3 separate regions of the Zea mays genome follow, and regions 1 and 2 are each linked to region 3. The links are chromatin contacts, called in public Hi-C maps. All regions are on one chromosome and are shown on one strand. Each heading gives the region's core, a stretch centred on a gene start, on an enhancer-like site or on the middle of the called end of the contact. The rest is flanking DNA. Distances are from core to core; before and after follow the strand shown.

Region 1 (4,067 bases), core at 952-3,451, 170 kb before region 3:
TTCTCATCCCTCTAAGCATAAGTCTTACACACGACTCCTTCCTAGACATTTGCAACCGCTACCCTCTCTCCCTCCTGCGTGCGCTCCCTCTTCATCTTCGTCCCCACTGCCCCACTTTGCTTATGATTTATTTGTGCTTTGCCACCATCGCTTTGCATAGGCACGACGACGCAAGAAGACAAGGTCTAGTGGAGGGGTAGTTTGAGGCCTGCGATCTTGTTTCTCGATGTTGCGCCTGTGCAAAGCGACAGTGGCAGAGCAAAAATAAACCATAAGCTAGATGTGGGAGGCACGAAGGGAGGTGTCGGAGGTGGAGCGTGGGTAGGATGGTAATGGATTGAGATCCAAATGTTTCTTCATAGTTTGTTAGGGCTCTAAATTAATTTTAGTTAAAAATAAATAGAAATAAAGTTTGATCCTAATCTGATCGATCCTTAAATTTTTTAGTCTAAAATTTAGAGCCCATTTTCATCCCAAAGCGCGGGCAAAGTGGGGTAGTGAGGATGAAGATGTAAAGGGAGTGCACGTAAGGGAGAGAGAGAGGTAGTGATTGCTGAAGTCTAGAAAAGAGTCATGTTGAGTAATAGGCTTACGCTGGGAGGGAGGTGGAAGGGATCGGACAATGTATGACAAAAATAATGATATAATTGAGTAGGAATTTTTTAGCAGACTTTGATTGCCACAATACATGAAAGCCTAATAAGAACTCAACCAAGAGGTATAATAATCTAACGGAAATAGTAGAAAGACAAGTAAACCCTATTTAATATAGATTCTTTTGAGAGATTTTTAGAGTGTTAATTGAAAAAAATATAACGGGGCGTTTGGATCCCTTTATTTTAGCGGAATTAGAATTCACTCAAAAAAGTAACTTATTTAGTTTGGAATTTAACATTCCACCACTTTCCAAAGTTCAGATATTAGCCTATCTTAAATTCATAGGGTGGAGGATGTGAAATGATTTTATGCATTAATAGAATTTGTTTCTACTCTGTAACTTATATGACACTATTCGTCTCACTCCTCTATAGTAAAAATGTAGCACATAAATATCTCCGACATCTTGCTAATAATAATATACAAATATATTTTGCATAAAATCGAGTTAGCTCAATTGATATATAACTAAATTATTATTATTAGAATAAAATTCAATTCCAATGATTTAAACAGGGCGTAAGAAAGAATCTATCTCTACATTGATTTTTATATATATATATATATATATATATATATATATATATATATATATATATATATATATATATATTGTCTATTAACTGTATTTATGATAGGGGCTCAAAATTGTCTATTAGCTGTCCCTTATACTTAGGTACAATGCCCTAACAATAATACTGATGCAAGATCATCCACGATCAATCGAATCTGAATATATATATATATAAGGGAAAAACAAGACAACATTATTGTCTTCAACTGTTGATTGTGATTACAAATTCAATGAGGGCAAGCGTTTGAATTATGAACTTCAATGACCGAAATGGTACGCATTCTAGAAGACTAGGAAGCATGTAGTCTGGAAACAAGGATTATTGATAACCGTTGAAATCTGCAGCCTCTGGAAATAAAAATCTTGGAAGCACAAACAAGATCTTTCCGAACAGAGAGGTACATTCAATCACGCGAATTCTTGATCAATGCATAAATTGGCAATGCACCGCCGAGTGCATGCCATAATTGTTGCGGTAAAAGAGCGGCCTTGCGGTCCAAGAAGAGTGGGAGAACGCCGCCGCGCGCCGCCGCACGGTGGTCAGATATTCAAGATGCGGGAGCATTTGCGCTTGAACCACCTGAGGCCCCGGCGGAGGGACGCCTTCACCTTGCCCCCCACCGCGTACGCCTTGTAGCCCGCCACCCGCCGCCGCCGCTTCATCTCGGGGTCGCCAAAACAACCCGTGCGCACCCCAGGCACTCCGCAGCGCCGTCTTGCGGTGACCTGCGGCGGGGCGGAGGGGGCCGGCAGCGCCATGGCAAGCTGCTGCCACGGGTGCTGTGGCGGCGGTGGCACCGACGCGGTAGTGCAAATCTCGCGGGGGAAGAGCCTCTCGGGAAAGGAGGTGGAAGGATCGGGTGCGGTGGATGGCCGAAAGAGATCGCCACGGGATTGGCGGTGGAGGAAGGAGGATGGCCATAGAGAATAAGGTGGAAGCGAGGACGGGACGTGGAGGGCTGAGGGCTTGCAGTCCGTCGCGTAATTCAAAACTATTTTGGGCATCTTTGGTTGTAGTCTTGTAGAACAAAAAGGCTTAGCGAAGTATTTGGCCTAAGCTAAATTCGGACCAATGAGGTCTACAAGTAGGGGTGGTAACGGGCCATTTAATTTAGTCTAGCAAATTTAAGGATCGAATCAAGTTAGGGTTAGATCATAAAACAATATAATTTTGAACTAACAAAATTAAGGGCCTTGTTGGTTTGTGAAGCAAGAATTAAGGTTATGATCCATTACCACCCCTATCTACAAGACATGCCAAAATTATTCTCTGCTTTTTTTTTACAAAAATATATTTATGTGATGTCGCGATGCACGGGACATGTAGTAATATAAAACAACTGGAGACCCACCATATGCTATTAAGTTTTTTACTCTAAAACATGGTCAATTTTGGTCTTGTTTGTAGATTTAATTGTAACGTGATATAATAGGGAAATTGGATCACCAATCACATGCCCCTTTAAAAGCGGGCCAAGCTAGAGAAAATTTGAGGAGATCGATTACGTCTTTGCGATGGAGAAATAGAAAGATATGAAGCAAGCTGGGCTTACCGGTTTGGCTGGGTGCGAATAACTGGCTCGGGGAGATGCGAATAGGATCAAAACTTGACAGGTAGAAATAATTTTTGTTTTCGGCCTGGGTGCGGCCGCACTAAGATGGGCCAGCTTGGCTTCGCCATGTTTAAAAAGATATTTTCTTTACAAACTCAAAATGAAGCATATAGAGTATACTAGTCTAATATCCGTATGTTGGGACGGTAGCCAACCATATTTGATGATATTAATTGAGTAACTAAGCGATACTTTTGAGTCTTATAGCATCTCCAAGAGATTGCTAAAATTTTGTTTCCAAAAATCTCGTATTGGGGACTGCTGAAAAAAAGATTCGTAAAAAAGTATTAATCTCATAGCAGACTGCTAAACAAAAACACCCTAATATTTTTGAAACATCACGCCATCATAGCTAAATGAGCCTGGTTTGCTGCCCTTTTATTTTCCTACTGTCCTTCCAGCTTAGTTCCATGTGCCTTGATTTATTTTTCCGGCGACAGGAGCCAAGAGGCCAAGCGATTTGCACTGAAGTACTACTACTTAATAAATCACTATAGAAGTGATGTTGCTTCTACTCCAGCAAGAGGGTATGCTTCTACTCCAGTAGGACAAAAGCAACGGACATCGGAGTGCTCGGCTCCTCCACCCTGGAACCATAGTTTCACTACACCGTCGGGGGCATGGTCTGCAGCACCTCCCATCTGCAGAGACGGAGGCGACATGGCTCTAGATCTGCTTGTCCATGAACCGCGACACATTCATCATGACGACTTCGAGCTTGCTTCTCCCGCCATGGCTCTCAAGGTCAAAAATAATGAGGCAAACAGGTGAGATGTGCGGGCGTGAGAGGATTGGGGGAGACTTTGCCTCAGGCAAATATACGGGATGAATCGTCGGAGAAGCGTCACTGCGAAAAAATGGGGAAGGATGTGGGTTCTGTTGGAGGCAGAGAAAATGGAGTTTCCCTCCAAAAATGTTTTTTTCAGGGCCTTTTAGCAATCTCTTGGACTTGCTCTTACAGTGTGTTTGGTTGGATATACATAGAGGGATGGAAGGGGACGGCCACAGTTTATATAGTGTTTGAATGAAAGTCACGTAGGGGCGAAATAAACACCGAATTAGTTTTTGGGGGCGGCGTGATCCAAAAAAATTGAGGGGACGGTGTCGCCCCCGCCTCATTACACTTTGACCTCAAACCAAATGCATCCTTAATGGACCCTCCACATAAAAATACTATAATAAATGAATTTAATGTCAAAGTGAATATATTATTCATATACCAG
Region 2 (4,351 bases), core at 803-3,302, 140 kb after region 3:
TTGAATCTTTTTTGTGAGATGTTGATTTGTTCTAGTTGAAACTTCATAAAACATGTTTCTTCCATTTGCGGTTACTGTCTGCATACTTTGAGAGGATTCTATGCAGTTTGGAAGACGTGACACTACCACGTCGGGCACTGTCAGCCAGCAGAGCAACATTGCCGCTTGACCTGTTCTATGATTTTTCTTCTGGTTTTTTGCAGACAGTTGAGTTGGTTCTTCTCTAGTATTTTGGTGTAGTCAATCGACACTAGATTGATTTGCATAGTGCTTTGTTGCTTTTGGAATCCCTTGGGTTTTTGGGTTGAAATTTGGGTTCAAGTCACGGTGCTCTCGAGTGGAGAAAGGTTTATGGATCCCATTCACCCCTCCTCTGGTCTGCCCTGCTGAAAGATCTAGGACCTTATTTTGGTTTTGGTAATAAATCTCAACACTTGTGGACTAATCATTCTATTTGAGTGTGTGAAGGAAAGTTGGTTTAGTTCATAAGATGACATGGGACATTGATTGACTTTGATTTGATTACTCGTATGTTGGAAAACTCAAATCAAGCATAGCAAGGATAAGACCAAAGCAAGGTTTGGCTAAGAAGGATTGTGTTCCATGCAATGGAAGGAAAAGCAAGAGACTCAAGATAGGACATGCTATTGTAGTGGTGAAGCGTGAGTAGAGGGCTTCGTGCCGATGGACTGAGGCAATGGTGAAGGGCAAGATAGAGGCTCAAGACATGGACTATCGAGGCAGTGAAGTGTTAGTAGAGATGTTCGCACCAATGGACCAAGGTAACAGTGAAGAGCAAGTGGCACTACGATAAGTGAAGTCTATGTGATGGTTTGAGTTACCCACATAAACTATGAAGATCAAGTCAAAGGATCATTGTCAACATACGGGCCATACCTCAGACTACCACCACGATGCATTCAAGGATCCCAATATAGAAAGCTATTATAGGGTTCACCAACTAGATTCACTGCTCTTAGGGCCCCATACCTAGGGACCTCCCTTTGGCCTTGGTTAGGGCAGTGACCTAACACTACACAACAGCACTGCACATGATTTTCGGCGGCCAGGGCTCGGCCATCGAAAATAAAAGCTTATTTTTGGAGGCCAGGGCTCAGCCGCCGAAAATAAACTTTTTCGGTGGCTTCTGACACGACCGCCGAAAATAAGCTTTTTAAACGACCGTCTTCCAACATGTTTCCTCTCGACGCCTCGTTTTACCCTCTCTCCCATCCCGTTGCCCCCACCCCGCCGCTCCCGTCGGCTGACCGCTCCCGTCGCCCGGCCGCCGCCGAGCCCTCCTCTCGTCTCCGCTCCGCCGCCGAGCCCTTCTCCATCAAAAAGTTAATTTTTTGCGTAATTTATTTCATATTTTTGGTGTCCGTTATTTAATTGTCGCCAAAATTAATATATATATATATTTGTAATTACATTTGTTTGATTAGTGTGTATGATTAGTATTATTGTTTAGTTTGATTTCATTAATGTATTGTAAAGCCCGAAATCTGTATAAGAGAAAAATAATAGGATGAATAAATAAATATACTTATATGCTAGTGTTTTGGGGATTTTTTGATCTCCTTTTCTTTGTGGATATTCAATTAAGGGAATTAAAGTAGTCAAATAACAAATAAATAAATACAAAAATGTGCATTCCATGCTGGTTTCTTATATTTTTGCATTTGTATTCTAATTCGTGAGACAAGTTTAAATTTTAAAAAATTGAGTTTGAAAAAGGAAATAGAAAAGAAAGAAAAGAAAAGAGAAGGAAAAGAATATACAAAATAAAGAAAAATATACATGAATAAATATATTCCGCCATGTTGGCACTTTTATTTGTGCATTTAATCTGTGTGTGAGACTCACCAACAAATTTGAATTCAAATACCAAAATTTGAAATTGAGAAAGAAATGCAAAACAGAAATAATAAAAGAAAAGAAAAAAAGAAAAGGGTAAGCCGAATTGGGCCCAAATCCCCCGAACGGACCACTTCACCTTTCCCTTCACGTAGTCCATCTTTCCCTCATCGCCTGACAGGCGGCCCACGACCAACACTGCCCTCGCGCGCTTCCACCTGCCAGTACCGTATGGGACCCACATGTCATCCCTTTCCTCCTTCATCGTAACAAGCGCGCGGAGATCGGATCGAGCCGTATCCAGGCGAATGCAATCCATATCAACTGTAACAGATTATCTGCCTCTTGGCCTATAAAACCCAGAGCCATGTTGCTTCTCGCAGAAATAGATATGCCCCGGTGCCCTTCGTCTGTAGGCACCATGCGCCTCGCTTCGGACGAAGATGCGGAGATGGGAGATCGGGCTTGTCTAGTGCTTGTGTAGTGCTCGTCACAATGCGCCGTGCACAACCAGCTAGGGAAATTTTGGGCGCTGCGGGTGAACTGCACTCAACGATAAACGGCTGGTCGCTAGGATTCGTCCTCGCTGCGCAGGCTCCATCGACAAGCCATCGCCCAGCTCGGTCGGAGGGAGGTGGAAGAAGGTCCGTGCACCGTTCATTCCGTGATCGACGATAACGATTAGAAGATTATACCCCCCCCTTCGTTGTTGTGATCTCGACCCTTGATCTTAGATCGTAGGGTTCTGGGAGGCTCAACATGTTCGAACATCTGTGGCCACTGGATTGTGGGTGCATGAATAGGATTAGATCCTCAGGGTAGCGTTTCTTTGTCCAATCTGATCCACTAATTGAGTAATGGATGACATGGATTAGGTCGCGCATACCTTCGCGAGATTTAAACCAGGCCATTGAATCGGATCGGACGGCTGAGAATTATCAATAACCCTTCGGTCAACCCTTATTGCAAAAGAGACCCTGAACTTTTTATGAATCAACCCACCATCCACATTAGTTATAAAGTAATTGGATCGAGGTCCAGAAATTTATGATTTTTCCCGTGTTCTTTCAGAATTTTAGACCCGCAGTCCAGGGATGAAATAAATTAAGTAAATTAATATAGAAAATGATTTCTAGTATAAAATAATTCCAAAAACTTGTTTAATTCATATTTAATTCATCTTAACTCATTTTTTATCCATTCTAGTTGCATTAAATTCATATTAATATTGTTTATCCCCTGGTAACTTTATTTTGTCATGTAACATAAATTAAAATTATGCACTTAATTTCTTTTGTACCCAACACTTAAGTCTTCAGAAAATCATAACTCGTTAACTGTAACTCTGAATTTAGTGGTTCTCGAACCTAGGATCTAGTTGCGAAGCGTAGATCATTATTATTTGATAAGTTCTTATGTTTGGTGTGATGTTAATTTTGCCTATACCATGTTTGTTTGTATTGCTACGAGTAGCAGCGAGGTTACGAGACACTTGAAGACCAAGTTGGTACCTAGGAATCTCGAGTCTAAGGCAAGTTGTGCCCTTATCACTCTTCTTTACCTAATAATGTTCCTGTTAATCACTGTGACATGCTCAGGTTTATTTGATGGGACCTAATTGGTTTCCCTAGCATTGTTTATCCCCCACCTTGCAAACAGATGAACTATTGGGTAGATTTGCTATTGCTCTACCTGGTTTTGGGAAATTAATGTTGTATTATGATCATGTTCCAATTATGTTGTTGTTTTATTATTGTTCATGATAAGATAATCATGTTAATTGGAACATGGAGAACCACCCGGGAATACAGTGCTACCACAAGGGTGGAATGGGACGCACTTGGCCAAGTAATTAGCAAAGCTAGGGAGAGATTACCTTACCTGAAAGGGGCAAGCAGGGATGCATCGCTGCAGAGTATAGGGAGGTTCTCAGGTCGAACTACTGCCATGGCAGTTTGGACGAGGGATTTCTATGCTTCCTTCGTCCTGAAACCTTGGTGGGAATTCTCGAACTAGTGGAACTTTGGAAAGGCCTTGTTGTGCTACCATGCCTCGCTTCCTCGGTAGAGGTGTATGGGGTCCGATCAACCCCGTGCAAATGGATAACACGACTTGTGGGTAAAGATGTGCAACCTCTACAGAGTGTAAAACTGGTATATCAGCTGTGCTCATGGTCATGAGCAGCTCGGACACTCACATGATTAACTTATGGAATTAAACTCAATTTATTATACGCATTGCATTGTGGGTGTTATTATCAATTGTGATCTCTTATTTAATTGGGTTGGTATCTACTTATACCTAGTAACTGCTAATAAAATTTTGACCAACCCTAAAAGCAATGCTCAACTTTAACCATCTCCTTTGGTGAGCCTTACACTTCACATGAGTTCCCACCTTTGGTGAGTTCATGCACATTATTCCCCACAACTTGTTGAGCGATCAACGTATGTGAGCTCACCCTTGTTGTACTCACATCCCCCAGGTCAAGAGC
Region 3 (3,870 bases), core at 45-2,544:
AAGATAGGAAGCTTGTGCCACAATAGAAGTACCAAGGGCTTATAGAATAAAAAGTGTACTTTGTCCGGTTGTTCAAATGCATAACCAAGACTAACTACAGCCACTTGGAAAATATTCGGACTTGTTTGAAAATGTACTGCAGAAAACATCCAAGCTAGCAATACTGCATGATTAAAGGTAACATCAGGCAAAATGACTACTGATATATTTAAAAAGACGTTCATCAATTAATTGAAATATGTAAAGAACAAAAAAAAACAGATCCTGGTTCAAGAAGAGCATGTCGACTAGCCTAATCATATCAATGTGCATGATAACATGCATCCACTAGTTCCATACGACTAGCAAGATCAGACACGCTCATGGAACATTACGAGATTTTCTTTAATCTTTAGCAGTAGCAGTGGTTCAGTTTGTTAGTTTCTTTGGTTTTAAGATAAAGTAGACTTCAGTGTTTCTGGAACAAATACAAAAGAATGGCAATAATCTTTCAACTACGTTTGGCCTAACATATCCAAGTATTGACAGAATCGAGGAAGTCATGGTCCACAATGTCAACCCATTCAATGCAGGTACCCGCAGATTCCAACATAAAAATGACAGCTATGAGCCTGTTATACTACCTCTTGGTCTTGCTCGACGACGGCAGCCGCGACCCATAGAGCTGGATAGCGGACAGGAATGGCACGTAGTACTGCACGACGCCATCCGTGCCATTGAGCAGCAGCGGCACGCCGGCGCCGTACGCGCTCCACTCCCCGAACGCCTCCCACAGATCCGCGAGCTCGTAGTACGGCGCTCCTGCCCGGCACCCCGGCGTCTGCAAGCGCACAAGAACAGAACAATCGGACCCGTCAGCCGTCAGCACATGTCCGTACGGAAAACACGAGCGGCAAGCAAGCGCCGGCAGACACACTCGAGGAGAGCACCGCGCGGGAACGCGGACGGCGGTGGAGGCGATGAAACTCTCGAGGTTGGTAGCCGGCGAAGGCGACGGGGAAGGGTCTCGCCCGAGCTCCGGCGTCGGCTTCGCCGGCTCCTCGGCCGCCGAGGCAGTTAGTGGCGGATGCTGTCTGTGTTGCTTGTCAAGGAGGTGGCGGTGCGGTGGGGGGCAGTAGAAGCGGTCGGCGATCGGGGAGGCGACGCCGGGGACAGACATGGCGGCTGGCGCTCAGCCTCGCCACCTCCCTTGCGGTTGAGGTTGCTGATGTGCAAGTGCTGGATGTGGGCGAGGAGTCGCAAAGGGAGTAGGAGGCGACGGCTGCGTAGCGGGACTCGGGAAGTCGGGAGAGGAGGTGGAGAGAGAGAGAGAGAGAGAGAGAGAGAGAGAGAGAGAGAGAGAGAGAGAGAGAGAGAGAGAGCAAACCGGCAAAGGCTGCGGCTGCGTTTCCTTTACTAGTGGCCTAGCCTAGTGGGGCTGTGGGGCGGCGGCCGCGGCAGCAGAGTGGGCGTGCGAATAAAAAAATTCGCCCACGGCCACAGGGTGGTCTCTGGTCAGGTTACCCATCCCGTTTTGTACACGAATTTCGACCGTTTCCGAAAATAGAATTTTACCAAATTTCACCCGAATTTCTTATTTACCCACCGGTTTATACTTTCAAATCCAAAAATTCGGATTTCGCTTTTCCCGACCCAATTTCGCCGCTTTCTGACCGAATTTCGGTACTTTTTTTACCGCAAAACGCAATTTGGTTAGAAAGAATAAAAATTTTGGTAGAATGTGTCTGTATTTTATTCAAATCATGTTGCATAACAAATAACAACATATTCACAATAATTTAATGCACAAAAACACATAGAACATATATATGCAAATAGAAAATCACAATTAAGTGCAACACACGTCAATAGAAGGTTACATTTGTGTCATACAACCATAACATAGATTACCCAATAACACAAATTACAACACAAAACAATAGTCAGATGGTAATGCATCCACATATTCAGCTGGAGTCATAATATTCAGGCATGTTCGAAGCATCTGGGTGTGGATCCATTCTATATACATATTTCTATACAGTTAAAAAAATAAAATTAGCTAGATAATATGAACAATAAACAAATATTTAATGATAAAGGAAAAGTAACACATCTCAAGGCTGTAGAAGCATATGGATACATAAACAAATATTTAATGATGAAGGAAAAGTAACACATCTCGAAGGCTATAGAAGCATATGGATCCATGTTTGTGACACCATAAAATGGTTGTCCATATGTCGGATAGGGTGCAAGATGTAAGTATACATAAGCGGGTGGAGGTGGTTGTTCATACTTGTCGGGGGTGATAATTAGGGGTACCTAGATTATCCCTCCCGAAAGACGCACTCAGGAGAAGTAAAAACATAACCCCCGAGGGGAAGCAGTCGAGGTACCTCCTAACCCGAGGCCTCTCCCCAAGAGTCTCCCACCTCAGGCAGAACTCCGCCTCGCCCGAAGTCACCACCGCTCTGTCCGTCTCGCCCGAGCTGATCCCAGGCAGATAAGACAAGGGCGCCCGAAAACAGGTGGGGAACACTCGCATTTAATGCGCATACCTACCCACGTCGTGGCAGCAGGAGCACAGTGGTTAACAAGACAGCAGTCACATCCAGGCGCAGCAACATGATTACACCCCCGCTATAGTACGTGCACGCCGCCTGCCATCCCCTTGATGGGACGTCTAATAAGACGAGTGAAGCAGACCGACCCTTGGGCGTAAATCTCCGCCTCGCTCGACGCTAAGTCCAGCCCTCGGGCGCAAACTCCCACCTCGCCCGACGCAGAGTTTGGCCTCGGGCGCAATCTTCGTCTCGCCTGACGCTGAGTTCAGCCTCAGGTGATTTCCCGCCTCGCCCGAGCTCGGCCTCGGCTACCTACTCCACCGCGAATCCCGCGGGCGGCCACTCCACCGACTGTGGCACACGTCAAGGGATGGCTCAACCAATGCCTCAGGAAGACTTCCGCCTTGCCCAAGATGGGCTCTGACGTCGATAAACGCAGCAAGGAATCACGATGTCACTCCGCACAGGGACGCTGACACACCTCGTAAGCAGACTTTTACCCATAGTGAAAGGGAATTAGGCTTACACCTTTTTCCTAATTAATTTTGGTGGTTGAATTGCCCAACACAAATAATTGGACTAACTAGTTTGCTCTAGTCTATAAGTTTTACAGGTGTCAAAGGTTCACAATTAGCCAATAAAAGGACCAAGAAAGGGTTCAAACAAAGAGAGCTAAAGACATCCCAAAAGGCATCCTGGTCTGGCGCACCGGACAGTGTCTGGTGCACCACCGGACAGTGTCCGGTGCACCAGGGCACTCGAAGCTCAACTCGCTACCTTTGGGAAAATCAGAGGGCACTCCGCTATAATTCACTGGACTGTCCGGTGAGTCACCGGACAGTGTCCGGTGCACACCGGACTGTCCGGTGTGCCGGCGGAACAACGGCTACTTCGCGCACAACGGTCAACTGCAACCGCATTCAATGCGCTACAGTGCGCGCAGAAGTCAGAGCACGCGCGGGAGGCGCACCGGACAGTCTACAGGGCCTGTCCGGTGCACCACCGGACAGCCCAGAGGCCCCACAAGTTAGAGCTCCAACGGTCGAACCCCAACGGCTGGCTGACGTGGCTGGCGCACCGGACAATGTCCGATGGCGCACCGGACTGTCCGGTGCGCCATGCGACAGCAGTCTTCCAACGTCCATTTTTGGTGGTTGGAACTATAAATACCCCAACCACCCCACATTCAATGGCATCCAAATTTCTACACTTCTATACCTTACAAGAGTTATAGCATTCAATACAAGACACACCAAAGAGATCAAATCCTATCCCAACTCCACACAAAGCTTTAGTGATTAGAGAGAGAGATTTGTTGTGTTCA

The links. Hi-C and Micro-C count contacts between places; a contact is called where the count stands out from the background.
Region 1: a Hi-C map of ear shows a contact between it and region 3, with 2.1 times the contacts expected there. The contact joins the promoter of LOC100278919 here to the promoter of LOC100382620 in region 3. A contact is called at or near these places in 3 of 25 Hi-C or Micro-C datasets (ear, leaf and tassel).
Region 2: a Hi-C map of leaf shows a contact between it and region 3, with 4 times the contacts expected there. The contact joins the enhancer-like site here to the promoter of LOC100382620 in region 3. A contact is called at or near these places in 3 of 25 Hi-C or Micro-C datasets (bundle sheath, endosperm and leaf).

The regions. Positions count from the first base shown.
Region 1 is chr3:55,191,970-55,196,036 of Zm-B73-REFERENCE-NAM-5.0, forward strand. It overlaps LOC100278919, which reads right to left and starts at 2,202. Exons shown (of 1, transcript NM_001152039.2): 1 at 1,435-2,202. The coding sequence starts at 2,153. The coding sequence ends at 1,656.
Region 2 is chr3:55,501,074-55,505,424 of Zm-B73-REFERENCE-NAM-5.0, forward strand. No RefSeq gene overlaps it. Among protein-coding and RNA genes, the nearest start is that of LOC100382359, 34 kb to the right of the region's middle. Within about 2 kb of position 2,053, at least 18 of the 20 cell types and tissues checked have an H3K27ac peak or open chromatin away from gene starts, as enhancers often do. A contact at or near this core is called in bundle sheath and leaf, where this site is marked.
Region 3 is chr3:55,359,323-55,363,192 of Zm-B73-REFERENCE-NAM-5.0, forward strand. LOC100382620 reads right to left here and starts at 1,295. Exons shown (of 7, transcript NR_158540.1): 1 at 917-1,295; 2 at 624-820.